Linked DNA regions of Pan troglodytes: region 2 is linked to region 1. A link is a contact called in public Hi-C data. All regions are on one chromosome and are shown on one strand. Each heading gives the region's core, a stretch centred on a gene start, on an enhancer-like site or on the middle of the called end of the contact. The rest is flanking DNA. Distances are from core to core; before and after follow the strand shown.

The links. A called contact is a pair of places that touch in the nucleus more often than the background predicts.
Region 2: a contact with region 1 is called in a Hi-C map of stem cell-derived neural progenitor cells, with 2.2 times the contacts expected there. The contact joins the promoter of ATP5F1E here to the enhancer-like site in region 1. A contact is called at or near these places in 1 of 7 Hi-C or Micro-C datasets (stem cell-derived neural progenitor cells) and 1 of 1 datasets of contacts at active chromatin or transcription factors (stem cell-derived excitatory neurons).

The regions. Positions count from the first base shown.
Region 1 is chr21:65,170,609-65,176,869 of NHGRI_mPanTro3-v2.0_pri, reverse strand. All of the region lies in intron 1 of GNAS (GNAS complex locus), which reads right to left. The region is part of intron 1 of LOC104003639 (neuroendocrine secretory protein 55); the gene reads right to left. Among named protein-coding and RNA genes, the nearest start is that of GNAS, 38 kb to the right of the region's middle. Within about 2 kb of position 3,024, at least 3 of the 24 cell types and tissues checked have an H3K27ac peak or open chromatin away from gene starts, as enhancers often do. A contact at or near this core is called in stem cell-derived neural progenitor cells, where this site is marked.
Region 2 is chr21:65,326,144-65,332,248 of NHGRI_mPanTro3-v2.0_pri, reverse strand. ATP5F1E (ATP synthase F1 subunit epsilon) reads left to right here and starts at 3,434. Exons shown (of 3, transcript XM_003317028.7): 1 at 3,434-3,589; 2 at 5,377-5,503. The coding sequence starts at 3,558. The coding sequence ends at 5,500. PRELID3B (PRELI domain containing 3B) reads left to right here. Exons shown (of 6, transcript XM_514752.6): 6 at 687-2,663. The coding sequence ends at 806.

The DNA of each region.
Region 1 (6,261 bases), core at 1,775-4,274:
CTGGGAGGCGCTCAAGAACAGGATAATTTAATGTCATTCTCAGCCTGAAAATTCCTTAGTTTTCTTTTAATTAAATCAGTAATTATTTTAAATGCATCATTTCAACAAGATACCATAAGTTAGTTGAATGAATGCATGTAAAACCAAAATGTTGACTGGCATAATCCCCAAATCGAATTAATATTTTAATCTTAGGTATAACATACTTTATATTTCATACCTTGCACGTTCTTAAATGTGTTAAATGTGTTTTCCACAACTTGGCATAACTACACATCCACTCAGTTTATTGGGTGGGGAGGCAGAGAAGAGAACTTTGTTTAAACAAAACAAAACAAAACAAAAAACTATGACTAAAGGATAGAACTCTACAGCAGACATTTAGTTTCTACAATTGATGCCAAAGGTAGAAGAGATTTTGAGAGGAAAAAAAAAATAGATGGATAATTTCTAAAACATGTAAAGCAAAACAGCAAATATGCAAATGCAAGAAAAAAAAAAACACAACTAGCAGCATGAAAACCCCAGGGAAACAAACAAGAACATCATGGTAATTGATAGTAATTGAACCCCTGCTTAACCTTCCTCCCAATACCTGATAATTCTGTGAAATCACCCAGCTGTCACTCTTGTCCTTTTAGAAACATGACATTGATTTGTCTAGCAAAGACCCATCATTAGAATTCTGAGGTCTGCTTAATGGGGCCACTAATAAATCTAAGTCATCAATTCTTGACCTTTTGTTTCCTGAAATTCTCGGTATGTGGTAAACTGCTGAAAACACATTTTCAAGGTCTGTGACTGTAACATGAAAAATAAAGGATCAAGGCTGCGCTTTGAAGGTCTGATCATATCTGGGCTCTGCCCTGCCTGCACCCCCGAGGGAAAATAAGTAAGATGGATTCGGAACAGCATCTGGGGGTCATATCAATACCCTCTTTTGGGCTGAGCTATTTGCAAATAAAAATGGACCGTGTAAGACTGAACTACAAAGGGAGATGTGCCAAGGAGCCATTGCCCCTTCCTCTGCCTCTCCATGTTCCCTTCCTCCCCCATCTGCCTGGCTTTTTACTGCACTGAGAGATCAGGAAAAATTCCAGCCAAGAGAGTCTAAACTGGCTATGCACACGAGGAAAAAGAGAGAGAGAGAGATTATCTAGTCTCAGTTTTGGTGACTTTGAAATAAAAGGTTTGGGTTGGGGAGGGTCAGCTTTTTTTTTCAAGGAACAGAATCATGGAGATTTTTTCTTTTTCTGTAAAAGTGAAATGCTTCTCAACCTTATTTTTTGCTGGCTGGATTGAGCTGGTTGTAACCTAAGACAAAATGTGGGCAGGTGCCTTCAGCTTCCTCTAAATTCTAAGATGGCTGCAGGCACCAGATTCTGACAGTGATGTTGCTGAGAGTCTAGCCATAAAGATATCTTTCCACACGGTTCTCCCTCCACGTCTGCCTAGAAGGACTAGCCTGCTGCTTCATTTCCCCCCTCCTCTGCAGCCGATTTCAGATGGCTGCAGCAGAGAAAGCGAGGCCCCCACACCTTGTTTGTGTGTACCCTTCCTTCCGCACCCCTCTGAGTGCATTTGGGCTGTGTTGGGGTAACATCAGGACAGGTGGTTGGCTGAGCTGATCCTCTCAAATATTCAGGCAAACTGGTTGTTTATAGACAAAACATCCAGATGCTTTTTCACGATTGAACTTTTGACCAAATTGATTGTATGCTTTGGTGTCAAGAAGACAAAAACCCAAGTCAAAAAGGTCCCCAGAACAGGACATTTGCAGGCAATGAATAGTAGGAAGAATTACATATTTCTAGCAATGAAAAATGTGAGTTTTTTAGATTGTGCTAAATGACTCGATATTGACCAGAGCAAAGCTACAAGTGAAAGAATGGATCTTTTTAAGGTTATATTGTTCCCATTTATTTGGCTTTGTGCTGCCAGAAAGTGGCTTGGAGGCTTGCTTTTTAGTGCTCTGTGAAATGTAAATGGTCTAAATTAAGAAGCTATCTAATCTCAAACAATATTAATTGTGACATGAAAAATGAGACCAATTCTTCCGACATTACAATCACCACCACCTCACATTAACTGATCACCTCACTATGTTTCTCAAAAGCCTGCATATTTTCCTTTTCCAAAGTGCCTATTTTTAAGAGGAGACAAAAATCCTCAAATACTTTACTTATTCTGATGCTGAAAATGTGGTCTGCTAAAGTGGGCTTCCTTTGGCCTCCAGGCTCTGCAAACCTCTACATCTCATTTGTCTCCCTCCCCCCCCCCCCACCCGCACCCCCACCACCACCGCTGCCTCTGCATTAAAACTCTTTCTAAAATAAAACCACTAAGCAGCCAGGCGGTCATAAGCCAGGATGCTGCTCCTGCATCTCCCTCCTTCCAGACAGAACTGCCGGACCCTAATGTTGCTTTCCAGAAGGAATAGGGGGAAAATGCATTTTCACATATTTTTTAAGTGTTTTTCCCTAAATGGGTCCATTACAATCAGCCAGATCACTGTTCCTCCATCTCTGTAGCAGGCAGAATCACCACGCATGGAGATAGGAGCAAATTTGTATTTCCAGTTGGCTCTGATGGGGAGATTGCAGTTGTTCTAGGGAAAGGCGATCTCTATCCCTGCAGTACTGCCTCACAATTTCAAGACCACTGCCTCCTCCCGTAAGATTCTGCAGATGTTGCACTTTGCTTGTTAAACCTCTTGCTAAATGTAAGAAATAAAGTTGTTTTACTTGTAAATGTCCGTAATTCACCTACTGCAAAGCCCTAAGTCCTTGCTGTTTCATTACCAGCTGCCCATTAATAACCATCAAATTAGAAGTGTCTCTAGCAGCATGACAATTTAGTGAGGGGAATAAGAACAGAAAATCACAAATTGTTCAGAGAAGTTGCTGCATAGCAGGCCTCCTGGGGCCGGGGCCCGATGCCCCTTGGTGTTTAGTTCAAGGCCATGGGGCTCTCTTGGGTGACATCACTTCTAACATAGATACTGTGTAATTCAGTTACACAAAAGCAGCCCAGACAAGCAGGCTCACATCGTCTCTTGTGCTCTGCGTAAGTCTGCACCAGAGGCTCTCAACACAGCCTGCACTTCCTGTTGCATGCCAGGAAAGGGCCCTAAAACCAAGGAGGGAGGTGAAAGGAAACACAAAATAATGCACCTTCTTTGTTTTTGTTTCTTTTCCGCCCTCTCTGCTCCCTTCATCTCTAAGGACTCCACAGCTAACCTGGACTCATTTTGTTACTTCCCATTCCCAGGAAGAAAGGCTTTTTCCAGCTGTGAGAGTCTAGGATTCACTTATATCTCTTTCTAAACACTACCAGCCCAGAATTCTCAGGCCACTTTTGGGTGTTGTAGCAACACAATAGGTGCCTCCTGTGGACCCCATGCCTCCAATCAGAGCAGGGATTACTGGCAAGGCCGGGAGGTGGGAAGTCAGGGACAGCGCCGTTCTCTCGTTCTTGCTTGAGCTGACTGTACCCTCTTAACATCTGGTGCTCCAACTCTTTCCCCATTCCTAAAACACGGCTGGCTTCTGCCCATCAGAGCATCAGTCCTGGGCTTCCTGGGCTCTGTCCCTTTATCCTGCTCTGAAGCCCTTAAGTGTCCATTTCAACCTCACACCTGACTTAGCACCTGACTTTAAAGAAAAACATCCTTTTCAACAATAAGGTACGTGACCACTTGAAACCCCTCCAAGGCTTTCAAAGCTGCTGGAGCAGAGCACAACTAGGAGAACCAGCCCTGGGGTTAAAATCTCACGGAAGGGAAGGGGGAAGCTGGCATGTAGCAGGTGGCTCCTTTGGGCCATCCTATTCACCATTTGCCCCTGGCTGACTAGTCTTGGGCCCCCACAGAACAGGCCACTGGTGCACAGGCTCAGGGAAGGGCTTCTCTCCCCCTCTCCAACTGCATCTGTCATTTGGCAGTGACAGCCGCTTTGCACTCTGTACCTTGGCAGCTCACATCTCTTTCAGAGCCCCCTCCTTTCCCCCCACCACGAGCCTCCTCTGTAAAAACCGGAAAAAAAAAATCGTGTTCTTTCATCATAATTAAAGTGCTGTCAGGGAAAATGGCATGGCTGAGTTTTGCTGCTGTTGAAATGACCCTCCTCCTCCACTCCTCTTCGCTTCCCTCATTTGCTAAAGTGGTCCTTTCTCTGCCTGAAATCAGGCCCTTTGGTGATGGAAATTTTAGCTTAAAGCAGAGTTCTAAGCAGAATCCTAACCTTGCGAGGGTGGGGAGAAAATCAATGTTTTGAGCTGGTGTCTGTTTGCAGCGAGGTGCTGGTGAGGCCATTTTCATCAGGAGGAACGGTGGTGGTGGCTACTTCTGGGCTTTAGATCCACACAAGGTCTCCTAAATACAAGTCACTGTCATGGTACACAATTTAGCAAAACTTGGAGGCTGATTTTCCCCGTTGACTTAGCTAAGGGTCAGGAGGAAGCTATTTAGAAGTACAGAGGTTCTGCATCTGGGAGGATAAAATCCAAACGCCTCTCATGCTCAGAGGGAAAGCACGCCTGCATGTTTACTATCGCTGCTGGCCTACGTGCTTGTGTGTCTGAAATAAAACTGTAACTTATATAATTCGATGCTCTCCTCCTCACTGAGTGTTACTGAGTCATACTTGGGTTGGGGGGGGTACTTCTTGTGCGTTGTGGACACCGCATCATGTAGGGGTCTTTTTAACACCTCATATCATTTTGTGACAATGTCATTCTAATCCTGTTAGCCATTACAGAACTTTCTGAAAATAATTTCAGGTGGGTGACATTAAAAAAATAAAAACCCACCCCTCTGAGTGACTTTGAACTCTGCCATTAGAATCCATGACATCTGTTCAAATACACATTATGGGAGGGACTCATAATATTAATCCCAGCCGTCACCTACTTACATTATAAGGAAACTCGAGTGTTAGGAGCTTTCAAAATTAGTTTAATTTCCTTTTCCTAAAGATCACGCATCTCAGAAAGGCCCCTTTTAACTTACACTGGGGAACTTAATTGGCAGGCTTTTGGGTTTCTATAAGAGTATTGCTAATATCTGGCAAGTCAAGATGGCAATCTGGGCCGCCCTCAATGGAATCATTAGCTGTTAATACACCTCTGAGTAACTCTAAGCTAAGGTGTGAAATCAACCCAAGCGCCACTAAGCCCCAGTTTTTCCTAAGGATATAACCGCAGGACAGTTGGGGGGGCTGTTTATGTAACATACAAACAACAAGGTTGTTTTGCTGCTGGCTTATTTGCTGGCCTGGACTCCTGCCTCCTTGCTCCTTCCCCCATGTCCTTCACATTATATTTCTTTTTTAAAGAAAGTAAAGCAACCGTATAGTACTCAAGCCTCTTTTATTTCCTGACTGTTGTATGTGTCATAGCCGTGGACGCTGGAGAAAAACATGGGGCTTGTCATTATCGACCGGAGCCGGAATGAGTCAGGCACCCTGAAGGCTACGATCTGAACCTGACTGCCACTGAATGGGGTGGGGGGGGCACCCCGCTGCCAGGCAGAATAACACTGAGCACTATGCTGCTACTTGGAGATCTGGTGTGAGGGGTCCACGTGTCCTGGGGTCACAGTGGAAGAAAGTCAACTCATTGCTTAGAGGGCTGCTAGGCAGCCATAGACTTGGGTTGGAAAAACAGGGTATGGGGCTGGAACTAGAAGTGGGGAGGGGGTGACTGCCCAAATGCTCTCCCCTGTTCCCCCCAATGCCTCTTGTTAGAATGCTACTCTTGAGAACCCCACTATTACAAATGTGACTCTCTGGGCTTTTGGGCCTCTAAAGCTCTTTATTAAAACGCACATGTCCCTTAAGAGTAGCCTCATCAGCCTTTGCCAGCTAATGGGATTAACCGAAGAGAACACAGCCACCTGCAGGGAGGTAAGGAGGCCTGGGGCCAAATCACTTTTCAGATGTGCCATGTGCTCATCCACGATCACCCAGAACACAAAATTCAGGCATTCTTGTTTCGGTGGCAATTTTTAAGAAGCCACAACTTAATAATTCTATAAATCTCAATCATATTCACTATGGAGCAAAGTTCACCTGAGAGTTCTTTCAGTTCAGTCATCCAGACAACCTTCCCTTGTCTTATTTTTAACATAAAAAATAGCTAGCAATCTGTATTACACAGATATTTTCAAAAAAACATAAAGGTCACTATCATATGCTGTGATAGTTACAGAGACCTATCCATAAGACATATTATTTCAAGGGTAATAAATAGATAATTTAAAAG
Region 2 (6,105 bases), core at 2,185-4,684, 150 kb before region 1:
GACAGGGTATACAGCAGGGAGCAAAACAAATGTGGTCCCTGCCCCCGTGGAACTAAGAGGCAGGTGACATTAATCATACAGCATGTAATTAGGAAAGTAAAGGTACAGAAAGGTATGAGAGTGCTTATTGAGTGTTCAGTAACTGATGTTTCTGCTGAGTGCCAAATGGGGGCAGGTGGATTGCGAGGGGTATTCCAAGAAGAGTGTTCTAGGTGGAGCAGCTGCGTGTGCAAAGGCCCTGAGACAGGAAGTAGGGAATGCTGTTTTTCAAGGAACTACATAGAACACTAGGAGAGAAGGGGTGAGGAGTGAGTTGAGGACCAGATCCTGCAGGACCTTGCACAGGATTTTGGTTTAAAATGTAAAGAAAAGGGATTTGACCTTCTTGCCCCTAAAAAGGGGACCACTATAATAATGAAACAAATAAGACATTCTGTCATTTAATTGTAGATTCATTTGAGAACATCTTTTGCATACAAAATAAAAGTCAGTTTATGGATCAAGCCAGTTGCTCAAGGCATTTGATGTTTGCTAAATAACATTAGAAAAAGCCAGGACAAAAACGATCTGTCATCCTGAGATTGAGTTAAACTTGTCACGCCCCTTGTTACTTCCTGGTGTGTCATTAGTTCGATATATGCCTTTGCTCTCCCTCAGTAACAATAAATGTATTGGATTTTTTTAAGGGCCGAGAAGCAATGGAATGGGTAATACATAAATTAAATGCTGAGATTGAAGAACTGACAGCCTCAGCAAGAGGAACCATAAGGACTCCAATGGCAGCAGCAGCGTTTGCAGAGAAGTGATTGTGACAGTTGGTAGACAACGTCGGGTACTCCAGGTCTCTCCAAACTGACTATATATTTATTTGGTATTTTAAAAATACAACTATATTTTGGGTAGTTTTTTTTTTTTTTTTTTGATAAGTTGGTGTAAGGCTATGTGACTTGATCAAAACAGATGCAGGGCCTCTAAATAAAAGGGATCATCTGAAATTAATGTTGTTTGAAATTACTATCTGATTTTGAGGGTTCCAGTATCTCTGTGAAAATTCAACAAGAACTCCTTGGAAACTGGTATTGATATTCAGTCTCCTTAAGGTAGATTTTTCAAGCTTTTCATACATTGGAACTCCACCTGACTTTGGACCAACCCCAGAACAGAGCAGAGCCACCTCCTATAGACGCCCATTGCCCTGCTGCTGTACACTTCAGCAGCTTGCACAAGGGAGCTCACTTAAAAGGAGAAATTGTGTAGTTTTAAAATATATTTTGTGTAAAATACCTTACTATGCTATAAACCACCATTAAAAACCAGTGTTTTGATTTGGTACTTAAATATTTTTGGAGTGAAAATTATCACTAAAGTAACATGACTCCAACAAAAGTATGGTTTCATTATAAAAGAGTACTGTATTGATTTGCCCAAGTTTTGTAACTTAGTAAAGGTATTAACTTCCTTGGATTTGTACTTTGTGATTTAGTATGCTGTATCGTGGGCTGGTTATGTTAACTGAAAAAAATAAAAGTCATTACCTGAGTTTTGCAGTGCTCTAACTTAAACAGAAGAACAGCTGTTCACATCTTTTAGCATTTCACATTTGCCTAACTTAAAAATTGCCATGTGTCAAAATCATGGTTTTGTAATTGCTAAGGCATGATATGTCAGGTTATTTGAATATAATTACTTTTTGAAGTAATTGTGACCACAAAACATCTTTTTTACATGAAGGAGCTGTGTATCATTTGAAATTACTCAAATGATGTCTTGCTCTGAGGCATAAATCCCAGGTACTTAGTGTTTTTAATAATATGGTGCCACTGCAGGATTTGGGGGCGGTGGGGAAGAACAAGGATAATGGTAGGGGGAGGCTTGGCCTGAAACTAACCACTGAGTGAATTGCACTGCAGGTTTTACTTAACGGGAATTCCTTATTTGGGATGTCAAGAGGGCAGCTGCAAACTGAAAAACAATCCAGTAAATGTACTTTATGTACTGTAGCAGGCAATTAACCATTAAATAATAGCTTTGACATTTGCAATTGTTGCATAGAGACTATTTTTGCTAGAAGATGATTAGCTCTTGCCTTTATTTTACAGTGCTTAGTGTGATAAACTTCTAGTCATGTTTCCTATCCAAGAGACCAGTTAATATATGTACATAAACCACAGAAATAGTATAACACACTATTTTTAAATTATCGTTTTCCTACTTAAATTTTGTTTAGCTTAAGACTTCTTAGGACATTTGTAAAAGCAGGTTAAATTTAATAAGGTTTCTGATTTTTTTTTGTAACCGGAGATAGTTTTTACAAGTGAAATAACATTTCAGCTAAATAAAACATCGCTAAATAATTGCTATTTGATGAAAATCTGCTTTGTATAATTTCTGTAAATTATCCTTGTTCTGAAAAAGGTGTAATGCCCTAATATTTTTAAATCCTTATCCTTTGATTTTTTTAAAACTGACCTATTGATAAAACTATACATTTTCATTTTCCAGTGCAGTTAGTTACCTTTTTAAACATAAATGCACAACAAGCAAATGAATTTAAGAGAACTAAACTGGAATAAGTGTTCATAAATGAAACCCTTGGACTATTTAATAAAGTTGAAATGTGGATTAAGGAAAACTTTTGTTAATAAAAACTTTCTTTTAAGTGATGTTTTTCCTGATTATAATTTCTTTTTAGTAATTAAAGGTGAAGGGCAAAGGCTTTTTTTTCTTTATGAGAGAAACACTTTAATTCCTAGACTGTGAGCCTTCACTGCGTTGGGTTAGTTTCTCTAAATCACAGGCTCTGAGATGAGCATTTTCCCGGCCGCGTGGCAGTTCCCCTGTGCCTCCAGTGGGTTTTCCTCACATTTTTCTTCCCATCCATTCCGGGCAACAGTGGCAACTGTTGCCTTACCCTCCGTCTTGTCGCACATCGGAAGCAGGTCCTAGAACTACAGAAAACGCTAGGGGGTCCTCCACTGGGTTTCCAGGGTTTAGTGTCACTCCGAGAAAGGGGGTGCCCTAACAGCCTTTCTAAATCTCAGCTCTCAGGACACGCTTGTCTGTCCACAGATTTAAAAAAGCCGGCGCCGTTTCCCTGAAGCGGGCGCAAAGCCAGGCCCTCGGAGCGGCCGTGCCCGCGCCGCCTCGCGTCCTCGCTTCCCGAAAGCACGCGGCTCAGTGGTCCTTAGCGAGCGGGGACACCCCGGCCTTCTTGCCCCGGTCGTCCCCGCCGGGGTAATACGGAAGGTCGGGGGACACACGCCCCGGGAGCTCTTGGAGCCAATAGGTGGGCGCGGCCGGCCGGCCCGCCCCGGGATTGGCACCCGCAGTCCAGACCGCGCGCGCCCATTGGCTCCCGGCGCCGGGGGGCTTCCGCGGCAGGGCAGCAGGGGCCGTGCTCAGGGGCGGGGCCGGGTAGGAGGCGGTGATTGGCAGGTCCGCACGCCCCGCCCCTTCCGCTTCTGTGGTCTGATCTTCCTGCGGCTGAACCGCCCGGCTGAGCCGACATTGCCGGCGTCTTGGCGATTCGGCCCGACGAGCTCCGCTTTCCCTACAGCATGGTGGCCTACTGGAGACAGGCTGGACTCAGGTAGGCCCAGGCCTCCAGAGGGAAGGGCTTCGCGAGCCGGCCCGCGCGCATCCCGGTGCCCAGAGGTCATGCAGGACACGGAGCAGCGGCCCCACGCGTGACCGGGGTTGGGCCAAGCCCAACCAAGATGGCGTCGCTATGGGCAAAGCGCTCAGGCGAGCGCGGCCTCGACCTCGCGTGGGAGCGCGTCTGTGTCCTGCCTCGCTTCCCGACGGTGCGGCCCAGCACCCACAGAGTGCCCCTGGACACCTTTGTGAATGGCAGGTTTCTCGAGAGAGAGAGAGAGGCCAGCTCTTATTCAGCAAACCTTTTTCTTCTAGAATGGTGCTGGAGCCAGGTGGTGAAAGTAGTACAGTCACATCCACCTCGGGAAACAGGAGATTTCTCTCCACGTGACCGCCGTTAGCAGCTTTGACCTTTAATCCAGCATCGAGGTGGAGCCTTTTACAACTTTACACATTTTTTTTTAAACTTTTAAGTCCTGTTGATTTCAGGTTTCCTTATGTCTAAAAGGGGTGAAAGCCGTAACTGTCGAGAGCCCCTCACAAAGATGAGAGGTGGCTCCTGGAAAGCTCAAATATGGAACCCACTTGAGGACATGGTGTCTCATAGTGGAACCGCAAACCATTGGTCTAGCTGTCACATCCGATTTTTTTTTACCCGTGCACCTGAGTGAGCAGAAGTACCTTGCTCTAGGTGACACACCTTGTTAGTTGACTGGATGGTGTAGCACTTTACATTTTGTGGGTACATGTGACTACACTACAGCGGAGCTTCCCGACTTGCTGAGGTCAAGCCAGCGAAGTCTTGTAGAATTGGAAGGATGGAAGGATGATAGTCCCAGTAGTAGATACCGTTTATTAGGCAACCTACCCTGTGATCCGTACTTTTTCACACTTGTTTTTCCTCCTTCCAGCTATCAACAGGACAGATATTATTGTCCTTTTATTCTGTTGTTTTTTTCAGGTGAGTAAACGTGCTGAAAAGGTTGAACAGCCTGAAGGTCACCCAGTTAGTAAGAATGGAAGCAGGCATTGGAACTCATACCTCTGAGTCCCCAAAATAAATTCTAAAACATGAGAAAATAGCACCCCTCCCCGCTTCCTGTTTTTCAAAAGTGGGAAAGGTGATCTGACATCTTTTGGAAACTACAGTGTTGATGGGAGTCCATCTACCAAACAGGAAGCAGGTTTTACAGTTCTGCTAGAATTGATGATGTTCTCTAAGCACTTTTCAGTTTGATTTAGAAATCTTCATTAGGAGGTTATTTTCAGTGGCAGACTTGTGAGACAGAATTCAGTATTCTCAGAGAAGAGTTTAAATAATTTAGAACGAATTGTTTTAATTCAAAATAGTTTTCTCTTATGTATACCTCATTTTCCAAGAATAATATAATTAAAGTTTTAAGGAGAGAAATCGAGGAGAGAATTGATGATTCATGTTATGGTCTCTAAACATTTCAGTCTTTTTCTATGCTGTGGGATTTTTAAAAACATTTATGCATCTTTTATTTTGAATTAATATACACTAAAGAGAAAACACAGTACAAAGAAGAAAAATCAAAGATCATCCATCCAAACACCAGTTAATACTTTGGTACATTTTTTTCTAGTTCTTTTTCTTTGTATAGTTACTTTTTGGCATTAGTCATATTTTTAAATCCAATTCTACAATAAGGTACAACCAAACCAAAATAAAAAGTACAGGAAGAAAAGCGAAAACACAGTAACAGCTGTCTGGCTGGAATATTGATAATTAACCATATATCTTCTCTCATTTTCTCCCAGCTACATCCGATACTCCCAGATCTGTGCAAAAGCAGTGAGAGATGCACTGAAGACAGAATTCAAAGCAAATGCTGAGAAGACTTCTGGCAGCAGCGTAAAAATTGTGAAAGTAAAGAAGGAATAATCTGTAAGTTACTGATTTATTTAGAAGAACAGTTGCATCTTAAGTTTTTGGAGCACCATAAAGATCAAAATAATTTTAGTTTTGGGTTCTATTCATTTTTTAGTCAGTGTATTTGGAAGTTAGTTATTGGGATAATATAATTTAAAGCATGCAGGTTATAGAAGTCCCCTGGCCTAATAAAAAGAAAGTCTTCTTGGGCCCTGACAAGCAGAAGTAATTGGCACATTGATTTTCAGTTCATTTAGCAATGCTTAGGTAGAGAGCCATCGTATTTTAATTAAACCTGTTTCATTTGTATGCACAAATCAAATAATTTGGAGGATGAACTCCCCCCCACTTGTATAATTGCAATTGGAGTTACGTAACAGTCCAAGAGCATGAAAAACTACAGTTCTTTACATTTTTATTTCCCCCAGAACTACTAACGTTCTCACAAATCACTACTTCCCGAACATAATAACTACAGGCACAGGCAAGGGTCCTGCTGTTGTATCAAGCAATAAAATCTGCAAGACCCCGCAGCCAATACTGTTTTGCTAATTTATTATGCTTTCAGAGGGTTTGGTTCATTTTACTTTTCCAAAGATGTTGGTGATGTAAAGTTA